2 separate regions of the Triticum aestivum genome follow, and region 2 is linked to region 1. Evidence: chromatin contacts called from public Hi-C data. All regions are on one chromosome and are shown on one strand. The core of a region is the stretch at or near the end of the contact, and the rest is flanking DNA. Distances in the headings are between cores, read along the strand shown.

Evidence for each region. Hi-C and Micro-C count contacts between places; a contact is called where the count stands out from the background.
Region 2: a contact with region 1 is called in a Hi-C map of leaf, with 5 times the contacts expected there. The contact joins the promoter of LOC123128567 here to the promoter of LOC123128563 in region 1. A contact is called at or near these places in 3 of 5 Hi-C or Micro-C datasets (all in leaf).

Annotation. Positions count from the first base shown.
Region 1 is chr6A:565,734,177-565,741,707 of IWGSC CS RefSeq v2.1, forward strand. It overlaps LOC123128563 (transcription factor TFIIIB component B'' homolog), which reads left to right and starts at 2,929. Exons shown (of 11, transcript XM_044548599.1): 1 at 2,929-4,141; 2 at 4,237-4,343; 3 at 4,431-4,471; 4 at 4,813-4,996; 5 at 5,273-5,417; 6 at 5,508-5,623; 7 at 5,726-5,859; 8 at 6,312-6,480; 9 at 6,594-6,738; 10 at 6,827-6,942; 11 at 7,042-7,531. The coding sequence starts at 3,874. The coding sequence ends at 7,182. It overlaps LOC123129706, which reads right to left and starts at 2,821. Exons shown (of 4, transcript XM_044549764.1): 1 at 2,788-2,821; 2 at 2,122-2,705; 3 at 1,943-2,032; 4 at 1,150-1,384. The coding sequence starts at 2,821. The coding sequence ends at 1,307. LOC123128561 reads left to right here. Exons shown (of 6, transcript XM_044548597.1): 5 at 1-114; 6 at 447-813. The coding sequence ends at 110.
Region 2 is chr6A:566,066,410-566,073,940 of IWGSC CS RefSeq v2.1, forward strand. It overlaps LOC123128567 (COBRA-like protein 7), which reads right to left and starts at 3,639. Exons shown (of 4, transcript XM_044548603.1): 1 at 3,174-3,639; 2 at 751-1,134. The coding sequence starts at 3,624.

The DNA.
Region 1 (7,531 bases), core at 1,679-4,178:
TCTCTCTTCAATTACCAACACAGCGTCATAGCGGGAATGGACCTGGGCACAAGCAAAGTGGCAATGCAGTGGCAGCACCAACCTCCATTGCACCATCATCCCAACCATAGTAAGGTAAAAATAAATTGTGTATGGGTTTACCAATGTAGTCATTAAATCATTTGATATATTTGGGACTAATATGTATCTTGCTAATAATAATATACTATAGAATACGCCACTGCAGTTCATCTCTTACCTTACCGCTGTTAGTTATAATAAAAAGAATAAACAACGCCTTTACCTAACCTTTTAAAAAAATTAAAAAGAAAATGCATGATATAAACAAAGATGGTTTGAATTTTGTTTCCATGTTGAATTTTCTCCAGGTACTTGTACGGTCATGATATATACACTCATGAAGGTATACTGGTCTGAATTTTGTTTTTATGTTGAATTTTCTCCAGGTACTTGTGCAGTCGAGCAAGATTCAAGTTCCAATTTGAATTCAACAAAAGCAGGCCTCCCAGCCTCGGGCAGATCAGAATTTGCATGTTAAGACTACTTTGCAGCTTATATTACAGTGCAACACTTCGATAACATATCGCGAGTTGCACCAAGGTTGGGAATTTGGGATGTAGCAACTCTATGCTTAAACTAACGTCCTATTTTGTAAGAAATCTAGGCCAAGTTTAATTATAAACTTATACTCACATGAAATCTGGATAAATCCCAGGGTCCATGTATAGTAGAATTAGCAGGTTACAGCTACAAAAGTGGCTGCCCACCATATGTTCCTAAAGACATGTTCTTAGTTGTTTATCTGTTCAGTAACCATTTTTTCCCCAGGCAGCTCATGCATTTGCATACACCAGACATTGCTCTTATCTCCAAGAGCCCCTTGGATATTGATTTACTAGCCTGAATCTTGCTTATGAGTCGGATGTTCTGTAAATGCTCCTTGCATAAAGTTTTTCACTTGTTAACAAGAGAAAACCAACAATTGTAAGTTTTGCAACTGTATTTTCTTGTGGCATGGCTGACTATCAGCTAAACATGTATACCCGCCCCCCGACACACACACAGAGAAAATAACATTTTAGATCTTTCTCGTGTTTTGGATGTTTCTCTGTATGAATTCGATATTGAGAAGACATGCGTAAACCAAACTAAATGTATAAAAAATAAGTTAAGCAATTGAAAATCATGGTTTACAACTTACAACAAAGGAAAATAACACCAATCGTCATATCACCTATTGCCACTCTTACAGCTGCAGCTCTAAATGCAAAGCTGACGATTGAAGTTTTGAAGTACAATTATATCCTTACTGATCAAACACGCTGGATACTTTCTTTTGTATGAGCTCCACAGTTAGCCGGGGAGACAGCCTCGGAAGTATTTCCTGTAATATGAGTAGTCACATTTACGTCAGTTCATGTTATTCCAAACAATGAAGCCTGTAGAATAATAAAACACCAAGGGGGTAACTCTCACAAATAATGCATCATCACAAATTCACAATGATTGAAATATCTATCAGATACCAATAAGGAATGGTCTTTAGGCGAGCTGGAAAGTAGGAGAGAATTCCTTGTCTTCACCATCGGATTATCTTTAAAAAAAATTGCTGATTTGTCTGGAGTGATCTTATTATAAGCGCGTGCACGTCGAGGCACAAATGCGTGGTAAGCCTCTATCAAGTTTGTGCTGGCCAAACATATCCTGATATGATTAATAGTTCTTCATCGAACAACGAAGCTATGATTTTATTATTTGTGGCGATTATACCAACTACAGTGAACCAGCGAAGCATAACCTCTGTCTGCTTTCGTTCATCGAATTGAGACATTGATATAGCCACATGTTGGATACTGGTATCATAATTTGGCTCTGTGCAAGCTTGCATTGCGTAGCTGAAAACATGGCAGAAAGGGTAAGTCGCGAGCGGATCAATGGGTACCTCGGTGCCGTCGGGGAGCACCTTGGCCAGCACCGGGATCTCGTACTGGTACAGCCGCTCCCACTCCGGGTTCGTCGTGATGTCCCTCTCCTGATCGAATCAGTCCAGCATCCCCAAAGTAAGCATCCATCCATCTCCGCACGAGAAAGAGATTACGAAGTGGTTCTGGCTTTGCTTGCCTGGAGCTCGAGGGAGGCGAGGGAGTAGGGGGTGCCGGCGAGCAGGACGGCGGCGTGGAGCTTCTCCTTGAGGCCGTCGCAGAGGCAGCACCCGGGCTTGGTGTAGAGCACCAGCCTCCGCGGCGCTGCGGGCGAGCTCGACGCCTCCCCCGCCGCCGCGGCGCAGAGGAGGCGGGACGCGGCGGCGGCGGCAGGGCGGGCGCGCGGCGCCACCATGCGGACCGCCGCGGCGCGCGGGAGCAGCGCGGATAGCGCCGCCGCCATGCCGGTTATCGTTCGGGTGGGCAGGCTCGCTGGGGTGGGTGCTCGGCGGCTCGGTCCGTCGCTGACTGACGACGACGAGGAGGAGGGGGCGCGGATGAGGCGCACGGCGGCACGGGCCGCGGCCGCAAGTGACCGGTTAATGGCCCACTGCAGATGACCATGATGATGGGCCAGAGGCCTTATGGAGCTACTTTTTGCGACGGGCCAGAAGCGTCGCTGCTCCAGACGACGCCGTAGCCACCACTTTCTCTTCCGCTCGCCGCCGCGGCTCCCCCTCCGCGCGCCGCCGGTACGACCGCCCCTGCGGCGCCCCACCTCCCCTCCCGCGTCGCGTTCATCTCTCCTCACCCGCCTAGGTTACTCCTCGGTCGAGCGGCCCCGCCCCCACGTCGCTCCCTCAACTGCTTCCCTCTCCCATCTGCTGGTTTCCCGGCATGCTTTAGCGCCACTCACTGGCCGCCGCCGTCCTTGCGTCACGGGTGCAGATTTGGTTGCAATCTACTTATGTTTCCTGATATTCGATCTGGTAAGTTTCTGCTCGCGTTTTCCTGACTCGTATACACATGGATGAAATGGAACTAGGAATAGTGTGGAAGTGGCTCCGATGCTGGGCTTCGGCAGCATGCTAATTTAGTCGATGTGGTGGATGGATTATGTTCCCTGGTTAGATTTACTTTCTCTCTGTATGCACGCAAATTTAGGTTCATAATAGGATGGCGTGAAGATAGGTGCAGTGAAGAGCACGCTGTCTGCATTTCTAATTTTGGGTGCCACATGTTCTTCTTTTGGATGGGTTAATAATCAGAATTTCCATCCTTTTCTTTTATAGTAGAACCCGAGAACTATCGAATGATTTGGTTGTTCTATACTAGATTTCAAATAGTATCTGAGGACTTGGAAGGATGGATCACTTGGTTTGTTTTTCTTTGAGGGGGCAGGCAGTTGTACTGCCAATGCATTTCAGAGGAGAAGTAAATAATGTTTAGTTACATAGAAAGGGATTAGAGCACCCATGAGCCACAAATAAATGGAAAAGAAAGCGGCTAGTCGGAACCGGCTGGTGGTGCTATTGATGCAAGGATAGTACTTTGATGTTATTTCCACACGGTAGCTGGAGTAGCAGTGAGGAGGAGCATGGGCTGCTCTCTCATGGAGGCTCTCATAGAAGATAGTATTGACCTTTTGTGTTAGTAAGTAGTTTGTGACAAATATATATCTGGAATTTGACCTCAATATAACTAGAATTGGCCCCACACATTGTTGTGCTAAATCTATGGTTGGTTTTTAATTTACGAAGGCCAAATATTGAAGGGAAAATATTGTTTCTGAAGATACTTTTCTTAATATTGAAGGGCATAGTGGTGTATTGTTCAGCTCAAATATTAAGTAGGGCACTGTCCTCAATTGCCAGATACGAATAGTTAGAAAACTAATTGTGTCTAAAGTAGATAGCTCAATATTTGCCCCAGTGAAAAACCAGGAGCTTGCATGTGGTGCCCCACGAGCAGCCACCACTACATTATTGCTTGCTTCTCCTCCAGCATGGCCTTTTTGGTATGGGTTAGTTTGGCAAATTTCTCTAATCACTCTCGCATGTTTCGAAGGATTTCCAACAGATCAGAACTGCCTGAGAAGAAGCAGCAGAAAAATAAAAGTGAAGTATCATCACCTGGTCGTAAGAGAGCCATGAAAGATAAATTGACAGAACGGACTGACAAGAAGCTTACTCACAGAATTCGTCAAAAAAGAACAAAAGGTATCTGGCTAAAATAACAACGGCGCCCAGATATCCAAGCATCGATTGTACATGATATGAGCTCTTATTATCTTTTGTATTTTTGGCCTTTGTAGTTTCAGAAGTCAAAACTTTACTGGAAAAACCTGATCATGAGATAGCACACATGAAGCTAAGTGTGATGCATCTCAGATTGTTACAAGAGGCCAGAGAGCGTATTAAGGTGAGCTGGGTTGAGACGCAGCTGGTGGTTCTGTTTTTGAAACATTATTGTGCTACTGTTTCATGATTTTGTTTTGACTTTTCCTAGAGTAAAACAATTCTGTCAGGACCATCATCCTCTAATCAAAGGTGTGCTCTCTTTTTTCACTTCAAATATTCATGCATGGATATTAGCTCTATCTCGTGTTTAACTGCCATTTCTTATTTTCTATCCAGATATTTTTACCTAAAGTGTTGTAAAAATAACCAGTCATTGACAATAATGCTACAGACTGACTTGCAAGCTTTTTATTTCATCATGGAGATACTTCCCTGTTTCAAATAGATTATTTGAACTAGGCATTGCTGCGGCAGCTGTTTATTCTAGCATCTAAATTTGTCTTCTTATATTGATGGGCTGGTATACTCCTTCAATCACAGTTTGTACTGACATTTCCTATGTCATGTTCTTTGTCGATGTCTTTTCACAGCAACTCCCAGTTTGGAGATACCAACAGTTTTGATCCTTTTGAAGAGAACTATGAAGAGAACTATGACAATGACAGAAGAGAGAACCACGTGCTAGAAAATGCAACCAAACTGAATTACCATTCCTACATGAACAAACAAACACGGGCCAAATGGTCGAAATCTGACACTGACTTATTTTACCAGGTATTTACTCCCTCCGTTCCTAAATATTTGTCTTTCTAGAGATTTCAACAAGTGACTAAATACGAAGCAAAGTGAGTGAATCTACACTCTAAAATATGTCTACATACATCCGTATGTTCTAGTCCATTTGAAATGTTAGAAAGACAAATATTTGGGAACAGAGGGAGTAGATATCAACTACTCAGGCAACTACTTTCATGTTGGATATACCTTTTTCTTGTTGATGTTTTGGCTTGCCTATTGGAAACTTCAACCTTTTTATCTGTTCTTGTCCAGGGTCTTCAACAATTTGGTAGTGATTTTGCAATGATACAGCAACTATTCCCAGATAAGTCCCGTGATCAGGTGCGGCAGAAGTTTAAAACTGAGGAGAAAAAACATCCAATGCAAGTCCACGATGCTATACTTCATCGCTCAAGAGGTTAGCAATTGCTTTACAAGTGGTCCTGCCAATATGTCTGATTTGTGATTTTTCTTAACTTGATGCTTCTGTTTTTCCAACTTTGCACAGATACTTTGTATTTAAAACAAGTAATCAAACAGCTCAACATCGAAGATCTGCAGAGGGGCATGAGCAGTACACATAAACAAGAGGTTGCATCAATTGAAGGAGACACTGGAAATGAGGTTTCTTTTTTCCTTGATGAAACTAACACACGCAGTGTTTAATACTGAATCTATTTCATTGACATTCTTTCTCTCTTCTTCTGTTTTAAGCATGTGTTGCAGGATTTCATCGAGGAGGTAGAGAATGGTTCAAATTGGTCAGATAAAGAGCTGGGCACGCGCCAATCTGAGGTCAGAGAGGGGGAGCATGTTTCTGGGAATGCTGATGATGACCTGGATCTGGATGTTTTTGATTGGTACTAGGACGATAATCATGATGAAAATCAGGCAAAAACGTTACGAGGTCTCGTTATTCTGCCGATGTACTAAGGACATGTGTCCTGTCTCAGATATGTTTGCTCACGGGGTTACCGAGTTATGGATGCAAATATAATAGTACAGTTGTTAGGCCGAATACAAGCTTATTTTGCTTTTGCCTTTACAATGTACTGAACAGAGCGTCAGGGTAGCTGACTGATTTGCAAAATAGCCAGTCATTGACAATGCAGACTGATTTGCAAGCTATTTTTATCATGGAGATGCTTTACTGATTCAAATAGGTCATTTGAACTTGGCATTGCTGCTGCAGTTGTTTGTTCTAGCATATAAATTTGTATTCTTATATTTAATGGGCTGATATACTGCTTCAATCACATTTTCTACTGATTTTTCACATGTCCTGTTCTTTGTTGATATCTTTTCACATCAGCTCCCAATTTGGAGGTACCGACACTTTTGATCCTTTTGGAGAGAACTATGACAATGACAGAATAGAGAACCACGTGCTAGAAAACGCAACCAAACTGAATTACTATTCCTACATGAACAAACAAACACGGGCCAAATGGTCGAAATCTGACACTGACTTGTTTTACCAGGTATTTAGATATCAACTACTCGGGCAACTTTTTTCATGTTGAATATATCTTTTGCGTGCTGACGTCTTGGCTTGCCTATGGGAAACTTCAACCTTTTATCTGTTCTTGTCCAGGGTCTTCAACAATTTGGTAGCAATTTTGCAATGATACAGCAACTATTCCCTGATAAGTCCCGTGATCAGGTGCGGCAAAAGTTTAAAACTGAGGAGAAAAAACATCCAATGCAAGTCCACGATGCTATACTTCATCGCTCAAGAGGTTAGCAATTGCTTTACAAGTGGTCCTGCCAATGTCTGATTTGTGATTTTTCTTAACTTGATGCTTCTGTTTTTACAACTTTACACAGATACTTTGTATTTGAAACAAGTAATCAAACAGCTCAACATCGAAGATCTGCAGAGGGGCATGAACAGTGCACAGAAACAAGAGGTTGGATCAATTGAAGGAGACACTGGAAATGAGGTTTCTTTTTTCCTTTCTGAAACTAACACACACAGTGTTTAATACTGAATCTATTTCATTGGCATTCTTTCTCTATTCTTCTGTAAGCATGTTTTGCAGGATTTCATCGAGGAGGAAGAGAATGGTTCAAATTGGTCAGATAAAGAGCTGGGCACACGCCAATCTGAGGCTAGAGAAGGGGAGCATGTTTCTGGGAATGCTGATGATGACCTGGATCTGGATGTTTTTGACTGGTACTAGGATGATAATCATGATGAAAATCAGGCAAAAACGATACGGGTCTCGTTATTCTGCCAATGTGCTAAGGACATGTCCTGTCTCAGATATGTTTGCTCACGGGATCACCGAGTTATGGATGCAAATAAAATAGTACAGTTGTTAGGCCGAATACAATCTTATTTTGCCTTTGCCTTTACAATGTACTCCCTTTGTAAAGAAATATAAGAGCATTTAAATCACTAAGGTAGTGATCAAAATGTTCTTATATTTCTTTACAAAGGTAGAACTGAACAGAGCGTCAGCGTCAGCGTAGCGTAGCAACACCATATTCGCTCTGTAGTAGTCACAGGAACAGGCTGCCAGCCATATT
Region 2 (7,531 bases), core at 2,389-4,888, 330 kb after region 1:
CGGTTAGGGAGGCTTTCGATCAGAACTGGAACCCGCTCTCAGCTCGGGACCTCCGCGCTATTCTAGCCACTCATAGGGCGGTTTTGGCCGTGTGTTGTGGAGATGTGTGGGTGCTTTGCCGTGGGTCATCTGGACTACGCGCAATAAGATGGCTATTGAGCACAAATTTCCTTCTCACCCGGCTGACATTATCTTCAAATGTCACTTGTTCCTACAGACATGGACGCCGTTGGGGAAACGGCGTGATGCGGATCGGATGACGGAGGCTATGGAGCGGATACGGTTGATCCAGATCGGCGCCCGCCACTAGCTTGCCGTTGGATGCGATCTTTTGGACTGGCCGCCTGTGCGCTGCTTCTTATTTTCTTTCCCTCGCAGGCTTCGGCCGGTAGCATGTAACGTACCTTGGCTGCGGCCGTTTTACTTTATGCTGTTCTGTGTTGAACTTGTTAGATTCTGCCTTGTGTGGGCTTTATTAATTTAAAGCCGGACGCCTCCGGCGTCTTCGTTCTAAAAAAAAGAAAGATCTGGAACTGTTGAAACACAGAACTAAGCAACATCTCCTTCAAGATTATCAGGACTGGACTGAATCAAGCTTTTAGTCTGTTAAACTCTTGATTTATACATGTTTCCTATAGCAGGAATTGGCTAGATGGGATCACCCATCCTTTTCCTTTTTTGCTCCCATTTGTATATATACGTTTAGTTATATTAATGAAAGAGGAGATATGAAAGATTTGAACAACGTACTGATCGTGCCGCGCTGCACAAGCGGCTCGTAGGCGAAGCTGAAAACTTGGGTCAACTCCTGTAGACTCGGGTGCTGGACGACGATGTTCCAGTCACTGTAGTTCTTGAACCTATTGAAATTGTTGATCGACAGCTTCACCCGCCAGTACTCGGTGTAGCTCTTCTTGACGTGCCAGTGCACCCTTATCGGGCACATGTGCCCGGTGCACCGGATCTCGGCGTCCTGGCACTGCGGTGCTGTGGAGGTCCCAGCTGGGCAGGCGCCGCAGGTGCAGTGGGGGCACTCCACTATCGTCCTGCTGTAGAACGTGGGCAAAGAGACGCAGCACGCCCGGAACGGGCCCACCGCTGTCTGCGAGTAGAAGCAGGTGGCCTGCCACGTCACTGCACACATTGAAAAAAAGAATAGTCATCGGATTAGAATTAGTCATGTTGAGGCAGAGCCAAGATTTCTCAAATACTAGGGCTAAAACTAAGCGGCTATAAATAACGTCTAAAATCACACATAACCGTGTGCATTAGAAGCACACCAAAAAATCACAATATAATGAAAGATGAAGTTCATTCTTATCAGAAGAGAAAATTCGGTGAAAACATGTGAACAATTTAACGAAGTGCGTCATTAAAAAAGTTGACACCAAATTAATGAAGACATGATTCATTATTCGAGCCCATCGTTTCTTCATTAGCAATCACAAAAGGATCTAGATATGGACATAAGTTCTTTGTGAATGGACATAGGTTAAGTTAACTGTTCATACAAATTTTGAGGACTTATATATTTAACCAAAGAAAATTGACTAAAGTAGTACAATTGACACCATCAACTCATTAATTTTTGACTGACACAGAAAACTAGGGAAGTAAATTTTAGATGATACAAACTAGACTCAGTGGCAGAGGTACAAAAAAATTGTTGGGCGGGCCAGAGTACACATTTTTTTTGAAGTACTGAACCATATATAGTGTTCCATTAGAGATATTGGCCACCACTCAGTACCTTGTGTTCTCACTGATTACAAGATGAGCAGATGCATAATTGCATATGTATACTAGTCCAAACCAAAATAAACCATGGCATTTGACCATCTATATACTACTCCAAACCAAAATGACAGTAAACAACAATGCCTTTGCTGTGAATTTGTAAGCTTCAAATCAACAATTTTACAACAGTACCAAATAGACCTTGAATGGATTATTTAGACAATTTGGGATTTGGGGGAGGGATGATTCAATGAACAATGACCTATGTGGAATTTAGGGAAAGAAAATCAGAAACGATTCAACTCAGTTTACTTGCGCACCACTTGCAGGGATTCCGAATTTCAGATGGATTGGAGAAGGAGTTGCCTCCCAGTCCCCGCCGTCCACTACTGTCGCCGTTGCCGGTTTTGCTCTCGGCTCATCGGCTGACTGGCTAACTCGCTGGTGGGCCGTCTAGACGAGGGGTGGGAGGGACCCAGGGAGGCACTGATTTGCGCAGGTGACCGGTGGCCGGCGCGGCAGCGGTCGGCGGCTGCGCCGTGAGGCGGCAGTTGGTGGCTGGTCCTGGGCACATCCGTTGTGTCCTCTTTTTTTTTTCGAGGAACGACTGCTATGTGCGACTCTGTGTCTGTGTGTGCCGTGCCGTGTGGTGGAAGGGTGACGCGTGTTGTGGGCCGCACCAACGGTGGGCTGGCCGGCTTGGCATCATGCCTATAATTTCCAGACTAGGCCGGCCACGGCCCACTCCTGGACTGAAGAAGCATGGACTGCCCTGGGCTGGGCCTTTACCAAGTCTAAAATTCAGAAGAAAAAAACACTCTTGCAAATAGGTGCTACTTGGGCCACGCCTGAGGCTATAGCCCCAGTTGCCCCCCCCCCCCCCCCCCAGGCCCAATTTCGCCCCCCAGACTATATAATAACTATCTAAAGGAAACTGATACACCTAAAAAAAATCTAAAGGAAACTGATTTGCTCAAAACATAAATCTAAAGGAAACTGATGATTCTAAAATAAAAGATTAAAAACTTCCTGACAATCAATTTCTACAACGACATCTTGGAGACCACTTTCTATGGCAAAAAGAACAGCATCTCGGCAAGCTAGTAACTCTGTAGATAATGGATCAGAGATAGCCTGATACTGATGAAGCTAGATAGACTGGACAGATTGAAGTTCATCAAATGAACAGCTAGCTAGACAGATTATGCTAGACAGCAGATCACCTTAAAGATAGACTAGGCTGATTGAAGTTCATCAAATCAACAGCTAGGTAGATAGATTATGCTAGATAGATCACCTTGAAGATAGACTATCCTCGTACGTCCAGATTATGCTAGCTAGATAGATAGACTAGACCGATTCAAGTTCATCAAATCAACATTCTAAGGAAACTGATGAAGCTAGAATGCTAGATAGACTAGTAGAAGAAGACGTACTCAGCGCCTGGACGTGCCGGTGCTTGCCGATCCGAGTCCTCGTTGGAGCTACCATTGTAGCGTTACTGCACCTATAGCCAGGCACCCCAAGGCTGAAGTTGAAAGGCTTCTGGGGGATGCCGTCGCTCGAGGACTTGAAGTTGCCGACGTGCATGAGGAACGCCGAGGTGGCCGCCTCGCTGTTCTGTGTCAGCGAGGACAGCACCCCGCCCCGGCAGCAGTGGTCCACCTGACGGGCATATGGCACGCCCCGCGCCAGATCAACCATCACCGGGTGCTTCTCGCAGCTGTGGGCGCCCACAAATAGGCTGCAGTTGCCTTGCTCGGTTGCCTCTGCGCCGGTCGTGTCGTAGATCACCTCGTCGCCGGCCCAGAACCAGCTCAGCCTCCACCCTGGATCCTCGACGTGGCGGTAGAGCTGGTAGTTGTGCAGGCTAACCAGGACCTGCATGCAATAGAGATTTTGGTACGGTTAGCTCTCATTGATATAGAACCCTTTCTTTACTAGTTTATCAAATGTCACAATTGCTACAAAAAGAAATCAAAATATTATGAAACAGTTCATAACATCTGAAAAAAATTCCAGTAATTCTAATCACCTTCATCGATCAATCTAAAAAACTTCAGCCCATTTTGTCCACTAATTTTAAAGTTTGGACATTTTTTTTGTAAGATTCAGCCAAATTTGGCTTAAAGTTTAACTTATCTATTCTTGATCATACAAAAATACTCCAAAATGGCCTAAAACTTTCTCAGATTGATCAGGGAAGATAATATATTTTTTTCAGATTTTAGCGGAAAAACAGATATATTTTTTAAAAAGCTCAGATTTTTTAAGCTTTGAAATGTTTAAATTTTTCCAGAATGCTAAGCGCTGAGCTTAATTGGCTGTCCCTCTAGTCACGAAAACATGGGCTACGTAATTAATTAGAAGTTTTGTATTTTTTAATGTTGGTCCCTCTAGTCACTAAAACATGAAAATCCCTATAGTTGAGGTTTTGTGTTACCTCAGCCATGCATATAGGTTATGTGTTTGTGCAATTAATTTCCTCTAAGAAGATACCTTTTTCTAGAGACATTAGAATAAATATATAGACTACAAGCTAAGCAGCAACAATTTTAGCTTGTAGCTTTCCTTTATTTCCTGGAAATCCCAGCTTATGGTAATGTTGCCGGTTGGGTCGAGGACGTCGTACGCATCTCCTCCAAAAACGCAGCACAGCAGCACAAGGATCAGTGCCATCCTGCAGATTTTTTGAAGTTAATTAAATTTGAACACATGCCTATAAAATTTATAATCCATAAACTAAGAATAGACAAAATCAAAGAGCTAGTATGCACAACAATATTGTATGAATCCGACCTTGTATCTTTGGCTACATAATTAAACCGACCCAAGCAAGTAAGATTTATAATCCATAAACTAAGAATAGACAAAATCAAAGAGCTAGTATGCACAACAATATTGAATGAATCCAACCTCATATCTTTGGCTACATAATTAAACCGACCCAAGCTAGCAAGTAAGATTTATAATCCATAAACTAAGAATAGACAAAATCAAAGAGCTAGTATGCACAACAATATTGTATGAATCCAATCTCATATCTTTGGCTACATAATTAAACCGACCCAAGCAAGTAAGATATCCAGATTTTCCAGAAGTAATATGGGCCAAGACGTGTGAGACTTTTACAGCCAAGTTAGCATGAGACTTGCAACTATTCATCACTGCAGTTTCTGCAACGATGAGATCGACGGCGTTTTCGCTTGCTAAGAAGATGGAGTTGAAAGACTTTCAGGACTACCATGTACATTTTCCAAACATGGTGCACCGGCGGAGTGAAGGCCTCCCCCTGTGCGCCTGCACCTCGCCAGACCCCCCGTCCCCCCTGTGCTGCTAATTACTTAGCTACATTTTCTTTTCATTAGGAAAAGGTTTAGGTCAAGCCACATGGCGAAAGCGAAGTTAGCTTGAACTGGATCTTCCAATGTTATTAGTTCTCTACAAGCCCACCAGAAGAACCCAAACTAAATCCATATTCTGATAAAGTTCTGCTACACGAATCCCACCCAGAAGAAAGTGCTGAGCGGATCTCAAGTTGCAAGTTGCAACATGATCTGCTCCGAGCTAGCAAGCAAGAGACGACGAAAACCAACGGAAATCAAGAACTGCGGGAGGAGACAGGGATCGGTACCTTCTTCCAGCAGCCCATTTCTCCATCTCCATGGGCAGACCTCGCGATCTGCGGGAGGATCCGCAGCAGATTTGGGTCGAGTTGGGAAGAGAGACCCTTGGCCGTGGGACTTCAGCTGTCGATGGCCACAAGGGTTCTGCCCTCTCCCATGCCATTAATTTTAGGTTACTACTTTGAAACCTGATGAGACATACAGTCGCATTTACTCCATATCCGAGATGTTGGATGATGGTTGGTGGGGTGGGTGCGGCATACATATGCAATGTAAATTGAAGACGCGAAAATAATACTAGGCCGAGGGCAAGGAGAGTGGATTTTTGGAACCCGGGTGTATTAGAGGACTTTATTTTAAATACTTTGAAAATCACATTTAAAGGTTTCAAAAAATTCCGAAAAAAATTCTACGTGATCATATGAATGTATATTACACATGTGTAAAGTTTGGTGATGACATAAGTAAATATACAACCTATACAAAAATGACAAAAATGGTGATTTTCAAATAGTGAATAATACATGCACTGTTCATGTTTCCAAAATCATGATTTTGTCATTTTTGTGTAACTCACATGGTTACTTATTTCAGCATCAAAATTTACACATGTGTAACATACATTCATATAAACATGTTGATTTGTTTTCAAAATTTTTTGAAACTTCAAAATAGCATTTTGGCATAGTTCAAAAAATAGGGCTCCAATGCACCCCGGTACCAAAGTGACTTTTTGGAGGGCAAGCTCCTTTCAAAAAAGAGAGGAAAAGACTAGCACAACAATAAAACACATGGTTCAAGACTTCTGGTGCAAACGAAGTGGTGGTGAGGGGTGGGGGGTGTTGGAATAATCTACCTCTAGCTTAGCAAGTTTTTCTGTTATAAGCCAAGTTTGTTATCACATGGAGTTATTTATCGGGCGGTGCGAGGACTCGGTCCGTGCGCTCAGTGCCAATGTAGGATCACCATGCGCATGCTCCACATTACTGGATTCGCCTACTTTGCCAGGTTTCTTGGGAACTCGGCAGAGCACATAATCCCCGCAAAAAAAAAAAAACTCGGCGACTTCTTCGCTAAGTTCTGTACTCGGCTGGACACGGGTCAGCAGTCATTAAATTTGCCGAGTCGGGAACTCGGTAAACATTCAGGCTCGCATTGCCGAGTTTTGGCAGAAAGAGAACTCGGCAAACTACACCGTCAGACGAGATGGTCGTTGACAGAGATGCCATGCCACATGGTACAAAGCTCTGCCGAGTTCTGGTGGGAAAAACTCGACAGACAAACGTTGAATTGAAATGTGCCGTGTGGCAGTTCGTACTACTCAGTCCCCTGCTGTTGCCGAGTACTCCTTGGTCGAAACTCAGCAAACCTTCTACCGAGTTCGGGACTCGACAGAGTCCTATCGAATAGGAGCCCGACATGTGGCTCTTCCGGTTGCTCGGTTTCTACTCTCTGTCGCATTCACCACATCAGAATCTCAGCGAATGTTGAGAGCGAGCTAACAGCTGAATGAAGATTTCCGAGTTCTGATCTCGGCATACGTTCCAAGAAAAAGGTTCCCCGAGTTTCAGCACTCAGGAAAATCTGACCATGTTCTGTTTTTGTTTAACTAGTAAACACGCACATGCAACACTCAATCTAACTATTGAGCACCCCTCAAAAAAAAACTATTGAGCAACTTTCTATGATTTTTGTAACACTATCTATACTAAATATAGCGAAATGAAGGAAGGAAGCACATACGCACAACGCCTGAAAATGGCGAATTGTGTACATATCATTTTATTTTTTATCTTTCCTAATAGATTTATGTGCAATGATAAAACAGTGATTTGGACGAGTTCGCATTGCAAGACAGACAGTAATTTTTAGAAATGGGCTTGGCCCATTAGCAATTTCTGAAATCTCAAATCAGCCCATGAGTTACTAAAGTTTAGTCTCATACCACTAGTTGAGAAAGTGTTGGACCTCTTTATACAGTGGTTCTCTCCACCACTCTAAATGATGTGTTGAGGAGAGAAATAGGAGATAACACGCGCATGTGACATGCGCATGAATGATCCGTCAAAATTCGGTCTGTTGCCTTGCATGGGCGGAGCTTCTTTTTGTTGGTTTGAGATCATGATCAACATTATGCCGCCTCTGGTCCTATTATACCGCTACCGGCC